Linked DNA regions of Gossypium hirsutum: region 2 is linked to region 1. A link is a contact called in public Hi-C data. All regions are on one chromosome and are shown on one strand. The core of a region is the stretch at or near the end of the contact, and the rest is flanking DNA. Distances in the headings are between cores, read along the strand shown. Region 1 has its middle 20 kb from the start of LOC121214288. Region 2 has its middle 12 kb from the start of LOC107922586.

Evidence for each region. A called contact is a pair of places that touch in the nucleus more often than the background predicts.
Region 2: a contact with region 1 is called in a Hi-C map of leaf, with 2.1 times the contacts expected there. The contact joins two enhancer-like sites. A contact is called at or near these places in 4 of 34 Hi-C or Micro-C datasets (callus, hypocotyl and leaf).

What each region holds. Positions count from the first base shown.
Region 1 is chrD01:51,868,375-51,873,376 of Gossypium_hirsutum_v2.1, forward strand. No RefSeq gene overlaps it. Among protein-coding and RNA genes, the nearest start is that of LOC121214288, 20 kb to the left of the region's middle. Within about 2 kb of position 3,442, at least 7 of the 9 cell types and tissues checked have an H3K27ac peak or open chromatin away from gene starts, as enhancers often do. A contact at or near this core is called in hypocotyl and leaf, where this site is marked.
Region 2 is chrD01:52,040,367-52,045,465 of Gossypium_hirsutum_v2.1, forward strand. No RefSeq gene overlaps it. Among protein-coding and RNA genes, the nearest start is that of LOC107922586, 12 kb to the left of the region's middle. Within about 2 kb of position 2,880, at least 9 of the 9 cell types and tissues checked have an H3K27ac peak or open chromatin away from gene starts, as enhancers often do. A contact at or near this core is called in hypocotyl and leaf, where this site is marked.

The DNA of each region.
Region 1 (5,002 bases), core at 2,192-4,691:
TCATTTTGAAAGAAAATCACAAAGATCAAAGATCTAATAGGAAAAAAAGAAAAAATATATAAGATATAAAAAAGAAGAGAAAATACTTGAAATCAAACGAGAAAGAGAAAACAAGATTAGAGAAAGAGAAAACAAGATTAGAGGTGTGGTGGCTTAAGGTGATTGGTGAGGGAGAGTGGTAAAGGGTAGTAATATGAGATTATGATTTTTTTTCTTTATACCTCATTACGTATAATTATAATTAAGTGAGAAGAGCAAAAAATGACATTCAGTGTTTTTGAAAATAAAAAGCTAAATATATTACATTATAGTGGACCCATTGAATCAAACCTAAATGAAAAATTTATTCCATTCAACTAAACAAGCCATTAGTGTCACAGAAAATAACTCAAACTTATAGAGTTGCTACTAAAAATGGAGAGTTTAAATTTAAAAAAAAGGAGTTAGTGTCCATTTTTTTTTATGTTTTAGTAGGTTCAGATACTTGCAAAATTGTCTTTATAGGTTTTCATTATAGTTCATAAAAAAATTTAGATTCAGGAGTCGGTTGCTTGTACACGTGTTCTCTTACTTTTCAAAAATACAAAATAAAAAATGAAAAAATATTTATTTATAGTTTTTTAGAGTAAATCATGTTTTATTTAAGAAGAAAAATATCTCCAAAAAATTATCGATTAATACAAAAATATTGAGTTTTATTTGAAATAAAAGGAATTGATGTACTTATTCTGAAAAGGGCATTTTGTTTTTAATAAAAATCAATGAAATCTAACCGATAGCGATGGATTCACGATCAGAATGTTACCCTTGTCATTCTTGAAAATATATGAAAATATATACTAAATATTCCTATTTCTATTTTATAAATTTAAAAGAATTTTATGCCTCAAGATTTCAACGGAGTCACCACCACAAGTTCCATTGAATCCTTCGTCGGCACCACTGAAACGAAGCTCCCCTCCTCCTCCTTCAATCTTTCATCTTGATTCGAATCGAAAAAAGCCCTTAAGTCCAGAAAACCTCTTGGACTTCTTCTAACCTGATCTCCACCCTTCACCATTGATCTAACGTGATTTTAGGGTATGTTGTTCTACAATCAGGCAGACACTGATTTACCTTTTGGATCCTCAAATCGTCGCTTTAAGCTCATCTATGCATGGCTTGGTAGAGATAAGTCTCCTATTCATTTCCTCTCTTACTTTTTTCTTCGGACTTTGATTTTTACTCTTGACTTTTGTTGTTCTTTCAGGTTCGGTTGGCTTCTTCTCTTAACAAGGGGTATTTCTCTTCTTTTTTAACTGTGTTTTCGGTTTCTATTTTGTTTGGCATTTTGGGCTGTTGAGGGTGAACAAAGATGGTGATATTGGGAAGGTTGGGGTTTCGGTTTAGGATGGGTCAAGTGAGTGAGGTGATGTTGAAAGTGGTGGTCGAATGGGGGTATGACAGTGGTGGCACTAGAGGGATGGCTTGGCAGAGGCGTGTAGAGTGGTTGGTGGGAGTTGGTAGCCGGTGGCAGGAGCGATAGGAGTGTAGGGATTGAATTGCAAAAAAATAAATTTAAGGGAAATTTTGTAATATTTTTTTGTGTTTTTTTTAGATTTTTTATAATCTGGTAAAATATAATATTTTTATAAATTTTTTAAAAATATGGATTATTATAATATCTGTTTTTTTTTATAAAATTTTTAACTTTTCTCCTACTTATAAATAAAAATAATAATAAATTTCAAATAAACCTGAATCAATTTGGGCCTTAATTCAAATCCACTACAAGAAACGGTAAAAATAAATTTGACAAGATAAGAAAAGAGTTCAAAATTAAATTGCAAAATAAGTCTAATCCAAATCAAATTTAGAGAGTTCTCCATTTGCAAATTCATCAAGCAAGCTTTACAGAGTGTAAATAGGTCGATAAATTGGTGATCTTGTGAGCTTTTAAAATTAAAAATTAAAAATAAAATTAAACTGATAGTATCGTTGGGGGCTCCAACGAAATTTTGTATCTACAATAAATATATATTATAATTCTTAAATATTTAGTATTAAATATTTTTATAATATAAGATATAAATATTTTAATAATATAAATATAAATAATGATTCTTTCCGCATTCATATATATTAGAGTATAGGAAGTTGTTAGTTAGTTGATGAGTCTGGTAAGGTTGTTGCTCAATTAGAGTAGTCACTAAAGTCTATAAATACTGTACATTGAGAATTTGGAAGTAAGCAATTTTTGAATAAACAAACAAGAAGTTTATTCTATTATCTCTCTATTTTCACTCTCTGTTTGGATAAATATTTCTTTCTTTTTTATCTAGTTCTTTCATGGTATCATTCGCCAATTGATTCTGGCCATTGCTTCTCATGGCTTCCGCTGATTCTGCATCTGGCGAACCTAGCTCTGGTGTGTTTGCTGCCGATCGAGTCACAACTGTTCTTCCTCGACATGAAGTGGTCAAACTCGATGAAGGTACTTACCTTCAATGGCGTAAACAGGTAAAACTCATCGTTGATGGCTATGGACTTACATGTTTCTTAGATGGCACTATTGCTTCGCCATCACGATTCATTCTTCTACCCGATGGATCTCGTGCTCCAAATCCGGCGGCTCAGGTGTTCACGCAACAAGATCGGCTGCTAATGTCATGGCTTTTGTCTACGGTAATTGCCTCTCATCAATCCTTCTTTGATGATGCTTGCACGGCGTGCGACATATGGAGTATGGCCATTAATCTTTTTGCAGCTGATACGGGTGCCAAGCAGTCGAGGATTCGGCATGAGCTTCACTCGTTGAAGAAAGGTAATCTTTCTATTAAGGCTTATGTTGCTAGGATTAAAGATTTGTGTGCTATGTTAGATGCCACTGGCTCTCGTATCTCCGATGAAGAGAAGATTGAAGTGGTGCTTGCGGGATTGCCGTCAGACTTTGAGGCGATTATCTCCTCTGCTCGGTTGTCGATTGGAGTTTTACTGTTACAACGCTTGGTGGATGTGTTAGTAGGTTGTGAGAGTCGTCAAGATCGGATGTTGCAGGAGGTAAGTTCGAACACGAATCTTGTTGAAAATGAGCCGTCGGTGGAAGAGGCCGATTGTGGAGGCCGTGCGTCTGTTCGTGGTCGTGGTAGATTCTTCAGATCTCGTGTTCAGTGCCAGATCTGTAGTCGATTCGGTCATTTGGGTCAGAAATGCTATTATCGGTATCACCGAGACTCGACTAAATCGTCCGGTGTTGAAGGTTCTGACTCTGGAGTTTTTGTGCAACATGGTGAAAACCAGGCGGTGGCTTCTCATCAAAAAAGTCAAAAAGTTCTTTATGGTCAAGGGAGTCATGCTGGTCAAAATAGATATGGTAGTCAAAATGTGTGTGCTGGCATGCAAAATAGGCCATTGGCACGTGGGCCACATGTGTCTCATGCACAGCATGATTCTGGCCGAATTTGTTCTGATGCCTACAAGCCCAATTTGTGCAAATTCGATCATGATGATGGGCAAGGGTATAATAGAGACACGTCGCATGGTTTTACTACTGGAAATGGACAGTGGCAAGGTTGTAGTGGAAACACGTCACATGAGCTTAAGGCTCCAAATGGACAGGGTGTATCATATGGGCCGAATTTTCAACATTCCTCTCATGGGCCGAATGTTCAATTTAATGCTGGGCCGAATATTGTACCATCCTCTAATTTTGTTCAAGTTGATCAAGCTGATCCTGGCTCACCTGAATCGATTGGTGATGGACTAGGTATTGGCGGTCCGGTTCTGTGATTTACCAAACTGCGTGCTCAGGTCTATACTGGGTCTGATCCATGTATTGGGCTTCCTCGGCTAGGGGACTTACATGCGTCTGATTACTCTGATCCTTCAGTATCCGACTCTTATATCAATACTTCTCAACTTGAATCTAGTACTGGTACTGATGATCCGTACATTCCAGTGCGCAGTGGCACCACATCTTGGTATCCTAACTCGGGAGTGAGTCACCATATCTGTCGCGATGTGTCAACGTTACGTGATGTCACGCCATATTCAGGTAAGTCATCTCTTTTAATGGGCAATGGTACTCTTGCGGTAATTTCGTCAATTGGTACTGCTATTTTACCTACTCAGTATAAATCGTTACGATTATCAAATGTTTTATGTGTGCCAAGTATACAGAAAAACCTCTTATCCGTCTCACAGCTTGCTCGTGATAATGGTGTGTATTTTGAGTTTCACCCTACCTATTGTGTTATTAAGGATATGGTGACTCGGGAGATATTACTGACGGGCAGCATTCATGATGGCTTATATCAATTTTCTGTGCCAGTGGTTTCTACTCCGCCTACGACTGCTCCATTTGTTGCTCATTCGCAGGTTTCACATACAGTTTCAAATAGTTCTGTGTTTGCTTTATGGCATAATCGTTTAGGCCACCCGTCGACTTCTGTGGTCAAAACTATTCTAAATAAATGTAATGTTGTTTCAAGTAAAAATAGTTTTGATGGTATATGTACTGCATGTCAAAAAGGCAGGTCACATAAGTTGCCTTTCTCCCCTTCAACTACTAGCTATAGTCCTTTTGAGTTGGTTGTGTCTGATCTTTAGGGTCCTGCACCTGTTGCATGTGGTGATAAGAGATATTATGTTTCGTTTATTGATATGTGTACTCAGTTTACTTGGGTTTATCTTTTACGTCAAAAAGCTCAAGCACTAGAATGCTTTACTCAGTTTCAACAATTAATTAAGACACAGTTTGTCAAGTCTATTAAGTAGTTCCAGAGCGATTGGGGAGGAGAATATAGTGGTTTTACGTCTGTCTTAAAATCTCAAGGAATCATACATTGACTGACCTGTCCGTATACTCCAGAAAAAAATGGAGTAGCTGAGCATAAACATCGTCACATTGTTGAAGTGGGTATTACATTATTGGCTCACGCAAATTTACCTATGGAATACTGGGGGTATGCGTTTTGTTGTGCGGTTCATCTTATAAATCGACTTCCTACTGTTGTTCTTCAGG
Region 2 (5,099 bases), core at 1,630-4,129, 170 kb after region 1:
AAGTGAATATATTCATAAATGAATCCAAGATAAATTCTATTTGGGTTCAGTTTGTTATGTTGTCAATCCAAACAATCACACTTATGTTTCTATTTCTGGGAGTCAACTGCTCCAATACCCAAGACAAGATATGTCTCTAATAGGACTTCTAGACAACATACTAATTCATTTGAATCAATCACTCAATTTTGATTCCTTCAAACTAAGAACAATTTTAAATTACCTACTAATATAAGTTATCTTCTCACATCATAATCTTATCTTATGATCCGATTTAATATCAGTTAAACATTAGGTAAATGAATGAATATTTACTTTATTCATTTTGTTTTTCGTGCAAAAATCATTGAGGACAATTAAACAAAGATATGAATAATTAATTATAGAAATAAATTTATTTAATTAGTTCAAAAATTAAGAGTAGTATGACAAAATCATTGCACTAAGGGCATTAATCCTAATAGTGTAATCATAGCTCGATTAAAAGAGTAAATGTTGTCTTCTTATTGGCATTCTATAGATTATGAAAATAGAATGTGATTAAGGGTCATTTGGCTGGGACAAATAATTAATCATTAATAGTATAACTAATGGTCACTTTCATCATGAGAGATATAATAATGGTAACCATAACATAAAATGGATTAAATTAGGTGAATAGATTTAACCTAATGGGATCATGGATATCCTACTAGGGTAACACACATATAACAAGGTTATGGACAAAAGCTTAATATAAATAACTTTTGTTATGGTATATAGGGGATAGATCAGTCATGACGCTTTTAGTGGATTGACTCTATGACTGAATAACTTTGTAATTAATAGATGAAGAGTCCAAACTTAATTACAAATTGTTTAAGCTCTCATTATATATAGCAATTGGTCCTTTTGTTAAACTCAATATAACTCTGAGCGGATTTCATAATGAGAAATATGAATTGATGGATATAAAAGACGAATGTGAATTAGATTGCATGAATTACATTCCATAGTAAGTGCATTTTATCGAGAATGTATGAGATAACTTAAGACTAATTTAATTTCTTAGGATTATTATTTAATTGGATGAATAAATTAAATAATTGAGTCTAAATTGAAAATTAAATTATGTAATCATTGTCGTTTATTTATATTTGGATAATTTAATAAATTTGCACATAAATTCTAATACAATAAAATTACGACGATTTTAATGGAATTTGAATTGAGTTGTGTAAATTATTTACTTAAAATTGATTGGTTAAACTATTTTATTTAATAATTAATTTGGAGAAATATTAAATTCTTTAATTAATTAAATATTCAATCTTGGTTTTTCTTATTTATAGAAAAAAGCTTGAAAAGTGGAACGGATTCGACTAGACCAGTGGATCATAGCATGCCACGGTAATGAGAGTAATTTCCCATGTATGTCGCCAACTTTGTACCTCTGTAAAGTCCTACTTGGACTAAAACTTCCCTAAATTAAGTAAGAACTCTGAATGGGAATTGAACTCTTGTGTATATCCCTTTAGAAATACCTAGCCAAAATTCATATGCATCATTTTCTTAGGGAAAACTCTGTAAAAGGTTATTGAAAGTATATTTAAGTAAATTTTTTTATACTCAAATAAATTTTATTTTATTGAGTTTGAATTTTAACTTTGTGAGAATTATAATTGTAATATCTAATGATTGTAATTTGTGTCTAGAAGTTAAAATTTCTATTTCAGGATACATAGAGATTTTGACTTCTCCCTCTTTTGAAGTTTCAAATTTTTTCTTGTGTAAAGCTCCTTGAGTTAGTGTCAACTTCCTAAGCATCTAAGAGTTTGAGAATAATAGAAAAGATTATTCAGTTGAAAACTTGAAAATTTTGAATTTTGTTTGAGTTAATCAAAAAATTTAAACACTTTCCTATAACCTTTCGTAATTTGGATATACATCCTGAGCCGTGAAACACATGTACTAATTTTTATCAAATTTATTACTTTAGATATCGCCATAAAAATCATTTTCAATTTCTTTTAAAAAATTCTGCTACGTCAACTCTTATATGTTTTCTAAACACTTTTCTAACAGATAAAAGACAATACATAACAGGAAATATGTAGAAAGTGACACACATCCATTCATTACATCCCAATACACATGCAAAAATTTGTAATGACACAACTTTCGAAACCCATGAACCGACACCATCGTAAGAAGCATATAAAGCGTGTTATATCATCAAAGAGAAGACTTCAAAAAAAGACCCCTCAATTCTCTAGACATCTTTGTCTTTATCATTAAAACCCCTCTAAAAACTTTCCGCATATCTACTATGCGAACTGCCACAAGCCCTCTCCAATCTTCATCTTAACCTATTTCCATAAATAATGTTAGACATAACCTGTTTTTATAGTATTTGTTTAATTTTGATACATACAAAAAAAATCATTATAAATTTCTATTGAAGTTCTTCCTAATATCGTTATTTAATGACTTTCATGGTTGTCCAAATTAGATTTGAGATTTTATTGTTAAGCTTAGAACTTGAAAGAGAAATTATGAGTTGAAGACTTTTCAAATAGGTAGTGGATGAAGAACCAACTAAGTGTGTCTGTCGTCCAATCCACTTGGGCAACATAATTTTGAGTCATAGATGATTTTACATGTCATGTTATCCAATTAACAAAAAGGTAATGAGATGACTTTCGATGTTGCCCTATGTGTGGATCCTTCTTCAGAGTTTCAGTCCTCAAATTTGGGCAAGGTTCGGTAAAGGCCAGATTTCCCAAAATTCTAAAGTTGCTAAAATTTAAAATTTAAAATTTGTCATCTTGTTTATATGAAACCACCTACAAGGGTTACATGTTGGGCTATTAATCTCGGGAGACAAAACTAGAAACCAGAATATTGGGTATCTAAGCGGTAGACCAAGTCAAAAGGTTCATTTGAATAGCCCAAGTCAAAATTAGAATCAATGATTTAATATGTATTTTGATCTAATTGAAAATAATAATAAAAACCATAAAAGATGTATAATAAAAAATTAATTTGATGTCCTTTCATATTTAAAATAAGTTATCTTACTCGATGATACTTATCTTTTTATTTTACAAGCCCAATAAAAATATACATATGATACAATTTGAACCTAAGTTAATTGTATTAGTAAAAACTTAAATTCACCACTTGACCAAAGTTTTATTTTGATTGCTTTTATGCACATTTTATTATGTCCATCAATTGTGTTTTAAATGTGTAATTTTTACACATTCTTATGTGTAAAATTTTCTAATTTGAAATAGAATAAATATAATTATTTTAATAAAAATAAATAAAGAGTCTACTCCCCTAGCACGTTTAGGTCTGCCGCCGCTGGCACGTTTTTGTTTTTCTTTAATCGTTTGTGTTATGTTTTACCAATTGCCTTCTTTGCTTCTGATCTTTTTTCCTGAAATCTGAAAAAGGGGTGTTTGTGTTATTATGTTTATCAACCTGTAGCCATGGAGAATGAATTAGCACAATTATCGATTAATGAGGAAGAAGAAGAAATATTGCAGATTCAGGCAGATCCGGGTAATCAAAGTGGAGTGGGGGAGTTCCAGCTTGTGGGATGTTTCTTAACAGCAAGTGTTATTCATTTTCCACCATGAAAAGCACTATGGCAAATCTGTGGCACCCTGTTTATGGGGTCCAAATTAGAGATCTGGTGAAAAAAGGTATTTGTTCCAATTATGATCATAATATGGATATGGAAAGGGTTCTAAAAGGTCTACCATGGACTTTTAATAACCACTTGCCATCATTGAATAAGTTGGGGAGAGGCGAAGATCCATTAAAAGTGCCGCTAATATTTACTCCTTTCTGGGTTCTAATCCATGATGTCCCAATTGGATTATTCTCTAAAAAGCTAGCAATCCAACTGGGTAATTTTTTAGGTGTTTTCCTAGAATATGATACTTCAAATCTAGGAAAGGAAAATCGTAATTATATGAGGGTAAGAGTACAGATTGATGTTAGGAAGCCTCTGAAAAGGAAGAAGCAAGATTTGTGCAATGTGGTTAGGTCATATGTCAAGTTTAAGTATGAACGGTTATCGCTTTTTTGTTTCTACTGCGGAAGATTGGGGCATAATGATTCATTCTATGAGATAAAAATGATGACAAGGGCAGATACAGAAGAATTGGGCTGGGATTTATCATTGTGAGTGCAATCTCGAAGAGCCCTTTCAATGAATAGTATATGGCTACGAGAAGAGGAAGAAGGAAAAGGGAAGGGAAGATGGGGGGAGAATCGATCTGGAGAATCAAGACATAGGGATGAAAGTTCAAATGAATGAGGGGGAAAGATTATTGACCCAATTCTGGGGTTTAGTATTGAAGGAGGGGTGCCGTCTATAGAATGGCGAGAAAGCAAATTTGGTTTGAGTCAGATAAATATGGCAATGGAACATGATTTAGAAAATGAGACCTTAGAAGGGGAGGAAGGAAAAACAAAACAGGGGGAGATGGAAGATCTTTTCAGCAATGCAGAAAGGGATAATACAAGTACAACAAATAGGAAAAAGGTGGAATTCAACCTTTTATCATCGGCGGCTGCCAAGAGGCAAGCCGACCGGACACAATGAAAATAATAAGCTGGAACGTCCGTGGTTCAGGGAGACTACAGACGGTTAAAAGACTTCGGCAGATGCTGAAGTTACATAATCCCCAAATGGTCTTCTTTATGGAGACAAAACTAGGAAGACAGCAGATGGAACGAGTTCGTAGAAGATGCGGTTATACGAACGGTATTGAAGTTGATCCAGAAGGTACGAGAGGAGGATTGTGTTTAACATGGAGGAATGAGGTTGATATAACGCTGAGCAGTTTCTCTAAAAGACACATTGATGTATTCGTTGACGATAATGAAAAAGGATGCAAGTGGAGATTTACAGGTTTCTATGGATCCCCTTATATACAGGATCGGAATGAATCATGGGCTGTTCTGAAAAGCCTGGCTACTAATAAGGATTTCCCATGGTTTGTTGTTGGTGATTTCAATGAAATTATGTATGGATCCGAAAAGAAAGGAGGACTGCCTAGAGATAAGAGGAGAATGGAATTGTTTCGAAGAATACTCAAGGA